2 separate regions of the Zea mays genome follow, and region 2 is linked to region 1. Evidence: chromatin contacts called from public Hi-C data. All regions are on one chromosome and are shown on one strand. The core of a region is the stretch at or near the end of the contact, and the rest is flanking DNA. Distances in the headings are between cores, read along the strand shown. Region 1 holds the start of LOC100272441 (Rubisco methyltransferase family protein). Region 2 holds the start of LOC100285759 (60S ribosomal protein L31).

Region 1 (3,276 bases), core at 566-3,065:
ATAAGGCGGCGGCCTGACCGGTTTGGCAGGTCGGTGACCAGGATGCTAGGCACAGCTACTGCCGAGTGCCGCCGACAGGCGACAGACCATGGCCGGCGCCACCGATCGGCGCGGCGGCGCCCGCCCAGGGCCCAGGCTCTGCTAGTGCGTTTCGTCCTCACACGCCCGCAGGTGCAGTGCAGCCGCGCAGGCCGCGATACTCTTGCCTGGCGCCTGTCTCGTTTCGAAAGCCAACTGCCAACCACCCACGCACAGCGCCGGTTCGCGCACGTACACACTCGCTGCTGCCGCCGCCAGCAGCGTCCCGCGGCGCAGGGCACATCGGCGGCGCTGCCTCTGCCTGCCTGCCTGCTGCTCACAGCGATACGACTATACGAGTCTCTGAGGAGTGGCGAGTGAGGACTGAGGAGAGGACTAGAGGCCCTGGGGCTGGGCACGGCACAAACCGCGGCGGAGTCGTGTACATGCATGCACCCACGATGGCAGCACCGGCTCCGCGCGGTGCCCTTGCCACCGGGGCACAGGCACCCAGCAGGCTGCAGGATCGGTTTGCTCGCTCAGTGATCTGCGTCCACTCATTCTTCTGAACGCGCGTAGGAGTATGTTATTATATATATGAACACGGGTGACATCTTCGACGCTGACCCTCGCTTGGATCAGGACTGCCCGGACAGCCGGTCACGTCGGATTTATAATTGCAGAGTCTAGCGACGTGGAGGTTGGCCATGTGGTTGGAGGTATGGCTAGCTTCAACTTCACGGTGAAGAAGAAGAACCGCGCGCTATGCTGAGAAGAGAAGGTATAGCTTTACAGCCGGCGGTGGAGCCAGTACGTTGTTCCAGAATATTTATTCCATATAGAAAGAGAGAATTATATACAGTGCAAATATGCAATGTATAGGACCATTAGAGTTAGCCACAAAAAAGGGCACATAACAACTATTTTAGTTCACTTGGTGAAAAACTATTGAACTTCGTGGAAATCAACAAGCAGTTGAAAGAGACAGATATTCAAGCAGTTGTATAGGACCATTAATGTCTTCTATTCTCGTATTGTTGATATATATATGAAGGATAGTGGTAATATCAATATTGCATTATATATCCTCTTCCCAATATTGTATTATACAAGCAATCCATTTCGACAATATTATTGGGGCGAAGGCTGACTGCCCCCTCGCTCGACTCATTTATAATGAGAACAAGATAAATCATGACGGATAAAAAGCGAAGTCTACTCCAACCAAGCGAATACTACATGACGGAAGGACCGTCCAAAATAGACGAAGGCTTTGCCGATTCCCGTAGTCAAAAGTCAATCAACTTACTTTTATTTAAAAAAACATTAAATTAATTAGAGATTTTTTTAGTGAGCCACGGAGCTAGCTCAACGAACTTTTTGTCTGACCCGTCTGACCCTAAAAGAAAATCACTAGAAACAGTCCCCACTCCATCTAGTACTATGCTATGCATTTAAACATTCAAAATTTATACTCAAATATAAGTGATATAATAGACAGAAGCTATTTTTTAATTAACTAATTTTTATTTATCAACAAAAAACTATTAACCATCTTAGCAATGACATCTGATTATAAAATACAGTAGATAATAAAGTAAGGACACATGACAAAGGGGCTATGTCTTTTTCCAGGAACACCGCATCTTGGCCCATAACCAACACACCATCACCAAATAAAAGGACGCTAGCCCACTAATCTATAGGCCCAGCATGGAAAATCCACGAATAAAGATGCCAAGCCCGCCACGGGGACTAGCGGATAAGCCCCCGCGCCGGTGCCTACACAGTACACACTGACCACGTCAGTTTCGCCATGGCTACCTCCTCCACCACCGCGCTCCACTCGCAGTTCCGGCCACCGCTGCGCGCTCCCCGCCATCTCCGTCCGCTTCCACACTCGTATTCCTCCTCCTCCCGCACTCGCGGCTGCGCTCCTGTCCGGGCCTCAGCGGCGTCCGCATCCGCGCCGGCCCAGCGGGAGATCGCCGCGGGCGTCCCGTGGGGCTGCGAGATCGAGTCCCTGGAGAGCGCGGCATCGTTGGAGCGGTGGCTCATAGACTCGGGCCTACCGGAGCAACGCTTGGCCATCCAACGCGTGGACATCGGCGAGCGCGGCCTCGTCGCCCTCAAGAACATACGCAAGGGGGAGAAGCTGCTCTTCGTGCCCCCTTCCCTCGTCATCACCGCCGATTCAGTAATAAGTCCTAGGCTCTCACTAACGGCAGAGATGCTGTTTATCTTTTGCTAAGAAATGATTTTACAATTGGCACTCTACTGTGCTTTGTATATATATTATTAGGAGTGGGGTCGCCCTGAGGTGGGAGATGTGATGAAAAGGAACTCCGTGCCGGACTGGCCGCTTATCGCTACTTACCTCATAAGTGAAGCCAGTTTAGAGGGCTCGTCGAGGTGGATCAGCTACATAGCAGCGTTGCCGAGGCAGCCTTACTCGCTTTTATACTGGTATGGCCGGGGATTGTAGTAGGCGTATTGCTATATTGAGAGGGGTGGCATGGTCATGGGATAGCATTCTCAGTGTTGTACAGCCTTCATGTGTTATTGCAGGACTCGTGCAGAGCTAGATGCATACTTAGTGGCCTCACCAATCAGGAAACGTGCAATTCAGAGGATAACTGATGTGATTGGGACGTAAGATTGTCTACCAATACATCTACTGATGTTTGTTTAGCAAATTAACCCCTAACAGTCGAAACTCACATTGGGATTGTGCTCTGTTCATTTTGGTAGATACAACGACCTTCGAGACCGTATATTTTCCAGGCATCCAGATTTGTTCCCTGAAGAGGTGTGTTTTGTCAACATTGGTACTGCTGTACTCTTTGTGTACACATATGAGTACAACAATACTTATCCAGCTTCAATCCTTTGCAAAGAGCATATATTCAAAAAATTTCTAATCTTGAGGTTATATTAATTATATCTGAAGATGAAGATTATATTAGTTTTTTAGTTGAGTATCAATATAATGTTGTGTGGATTGAGTCACATGTTTGTAACTGCATATTTTAATTTGATTACACTATGAATGTCGATTATGATAATTTACTACTAATTCATTTGTATTTTAACATGATCACTCATTTTTCTTATTTTAGGTGTATAACATAGAGACATTTCTATGGTCCTTTGGGATTCTGTTCTCACGCCTGGTAAGACTGGATTTAGTAAATATGATGTAAAGCTTGTTTTACTTGTAGATCTCTAATATCCCTTTGCATGATTAGTATGAATTCT
Region 2 (3,389 bases), core at 571-3,070, 250 kb before region 1:
CCATGACTTCGATTAGTCTGCTCAGTTGGCATAAATTGAGAATTGATGGAAGCCACTAAGCTAGTCATAGCTCAAGTAACTATAATAACACCACCTCCAACTAATCTATTATGTGATGCTCTTAATTTCGAACAAATTTCATTTGCTTTGTGTTTTCAATCATGTGAAGTCTTTAGTAAGTATGGAATGTCCCTCACGGCATGGATTCCACTTTGATGCTGTGTCTTGCAACCACATTTGTACATCGTAGACCAAGCTACTGCATCCCTGCAAGTATGATGTATCCTTACCTGAATTGGATTCTTGCTGTATATTTTACTCTGAAGATACTTTTTAAATGTTCTTATTCACCATCTTTCAGAGCATAGTTCTTTAATCTTTACTATTCCCTCCATTCCAAATCATAAGGTTTCTTTGCTGTGCACTTAGGTATATACTATGTCTAAATACATAATGCTGCACTTCCTGTGCTTTTCAGCTATATCTGTTGCTGCATGCTGCTTAAAATTTGAACCGTTGAAATCTGCTGCATAGAATCTGAACTGTGCATGCAGCAGCAGCTGCACCTGCACCTGCAGCACAAAATGTGCAGCCGATCAGGCTGGGTTCAGAAGCCAAAGCGTCTTATATTTTGGAAAGGAAGTATGGAGTACGAAGTAACAATGTGGTTGTGGGCAACTGCTAGTTCAGAAGTCTGGAATGGTTTAGGCTAATGTTATTCATTTGGTAGGAAGTTGTGAAACAAAACGTGCTGGCTTCTTACCACTGTAGTCAACTGGTGGTTCTCACTTGTTTGTTCCCTCTGAACTTCATGGCCGCAACATCTTTCAGACTATGAAATCTGTGTGGTCTATGCTTGTTCAGAATTTCTCTTAGTAGGCATATTTGACCGTGGCTACAAATTTTCACGAGGGCGTGGTCCGAAATTCAGAACGCTGCTTCATTATCACATGGACTGCGGTTTGTTTTCGCACTGACATGATTTGACATTGTTATTAACATTTGTGAACTGGTTTTGTGCGATAAACAGCTGTAAAATAAAGTAATTTCTGTGGTTGTAAATTGTACTACCTTCTCGAATATCTGTCGCCCGCCGTTAGTTCATATTTGTCAATGCTGCCTTTGGCTTGGGCGGAGGGAGGCTCCCCGCTTCCTGGTGTCTGCAGATGTAATCAGGGTATTGCCTGATGCTCTCTGGTATCCGCCGATGTGATCATGAGCTTATCAATCACCTTTTATTTTCTGATTCTGAAAACTTGATACTTGAAGCCGATATATTATTCAGTAGTCGTTTTGTCTGTCGAATGTTATCAGTCCCTGCAAGGATCACACCACGCTGCGCTCTCTGACTGTTTTGGCTTCGGCGGAGTTGCGGTTCGGTTAGTCAGTTTGCATAGTTCCTCGTTGCAGATGATCGTAGTTTACAAAATTCTGGTCGTGTTCGTGTTAGTTGTTGTGCCGCTCTTGCTCGGTTGATGGCAAGATGGCAGCTATATGTGGAACTGAACTGCCCTGTCAAATCAAAGCCAAACTGAATCACCACCAACAAGCAGCTGAAGCCAACGTCTCAACTGGGACTGGGACAGCCTACCCTTTACTGATAATAGCACGCAAGTCAAGTAGTCACCATAACTTTTTTTTTGAGAATCAAGTAGTCAACATAATTGTTGGGACTAGGAGTCTCTCTAGGAGACTAGGAGAGGCGATTCGGATAAATAAATGACTAAAAATAGGAGTAGAGGGCCTACCTAGATGGGCCTAATTATTACACATGGGCTGGCCATGTATGTGCGCGGGGTGGCCCGGAACATTAGGTAGCCCTAACTCGCGCCGCTATAAAATGGCGACTCTGGCGATCAGGGTTTATCTCGACTCCGCAACCTCCCTCTAGCCCGAGCGAAGAAGAAAGGAGGGTGCTCTGCCGGCGGCGGAGCGGAGATGTCCGAGAGGAGGCGCGGCGCCGGCGCCGGCACCGGCACCCGCAAGGATGAGGTGGTGACCCGCGAGTACACCATCAACCTCCACAAGCGCCTCCACGGATGGTACTACCACCAACTTTCTCTTCCATTTCCCAAGCTTATTAGATCCACGTGTTGGGGAGCATAGTGTTGTTCTATAGCCGCGTCGGGCTTACACATCAGATGCTGGTGCGGAGGGTTGCGGCCTGTGAGCACTATGTGGGCTTGCGAATGGTCGATACACCTGATCGGATGCATTATCTTTTACCAGCTAGACTACAGTCGGGATCACCTGACCGAGCGGGAATAGCGTGTAGTTGATCTTGCTCTTGTATCTGATCCCACATTCATCTCGCGTTTGTCTTGTTGTTTGCCTTTGTGAGTGGTGGCAGTAGTTGCATTTTGTTCTGTGGGCGCCGTTCGATTAGGTGCTACTCGGGTATAGTCAGGTGCCTGCCTTATTTCATTGGCTGAACACAGTTACATGCCCGGTATATACAATCTGCTCATCGTTACACGTATTGCCTCATAATGCTACTATGTGTTCCATTTGGGCAGTATATTTTCCTCCCATAATACACATTGTATTTGTAGTTGCATCGTATTTTTTTGAAGGTGTTTCTCTGATACAGTAATATCTTTTGTATTGTCCGGTTATAGTCAGGTATCTGTCTTATACAATCTCGTGGTTGATACAGTTACATGACCGGTACACAGATGTCGCTCATCGTTACACATGTTGCCTCGACATGCTGTCATGTGTTCCATTTGAGTGCTACATGCACATTGCAGAAGTACAATATCATGATGTTCCATTCTGTTAAATCTCTTTTGAACACGCAAAATTATATTGTATACAGCACTAACCATGCTTCAGTTGATCTTGTCAGTTTAGTCAACACTAATTAATCTACAATTGTATGCAGCACCTTCAAGAAGAAGGCACCGAATGCCATCAAGGAGATCAGGAAGTTCGCCCAGAAGACCATGGGTACCACCGATGTCCGGATCGATGTGAAGCTCAACAAGCACGTCTGGAGCAGCGGTATCCGGAGTGTGCCGAGGCGAGTCCGTGTCAGGATTGCCCGCAAGAGGAACGACGAGGAAGACGCCAAGGAGGGGCAGTACTCTCTGGTCACAGTAGCTGAGATCCCTCCGGAGGGTCTCAAAGGTTTGGGAACTAAGGTTGTTGAGGATGAGGATTAAGTCGAAGGGTTCAATCATCTAGCACTTAAATGCATACCATGAGAGCAAGTTTGATAATGCTGCTTCAGCTTGTTATCTATGCCGGATGACGTGTGATAGAAGTTTCGAGACGTTGCTCCTTTCAAGTTTTGAAATTTTGACTATATGCCATGCCAAGTCTGTGTTATCTTTACACATTCCGAGCATCTGTATTTATTATGCTGAGACAGACTCATCAATTTTTGC

The links. Hi-C and Micro-C count contacts between places; a contact is called where the count stands out from the background.
Region 2: a Hi-C map of ear shows a contact between it and region 1, with 6 times the contacts expected there. The contact joins the promoter of LOC100285759 here to the promoter of LOC100272441 in region 1. A contact is called at or near these places in 14 of 25 Hi-C or Micro-C datasets (bundle sheath, ear, endosperm and 6 more).

Annotation. Positions count from the first base shown.
Region 1 is chr4:168,466,549-168,469,824 of Zm-B73-REFERENCE-NAM-5.0, reverse strand. It overlaps LOC100272441 (Rubisco methyltransferase family protein), which reads left to right and starts at 1,815. Exons shown (of 13, transcript NM_001146915.1): 1 at 1,815-2,215; 2 at 2,321-2,484; 3 at 2,587-2,670; 4 at 2,770-2,827; 5 at 3,138-3,191. The coding sequence starts at 1,835.
Region 2 is chr4:168,714,567-168,717,955 of Zm-B73-REFERENCE-NAM-5.0, reverse strand. It overlaps LOC100285759 (60S ribosomal protein L31), which reads left to right and starts at 1,820. Exons shown (of 2, transcript NM_001158649.2): 1 at 1,820-2,042; 2 at 2,885-3,389. The coding sequence starts at 1,939. The coding sequence ends at 3,164.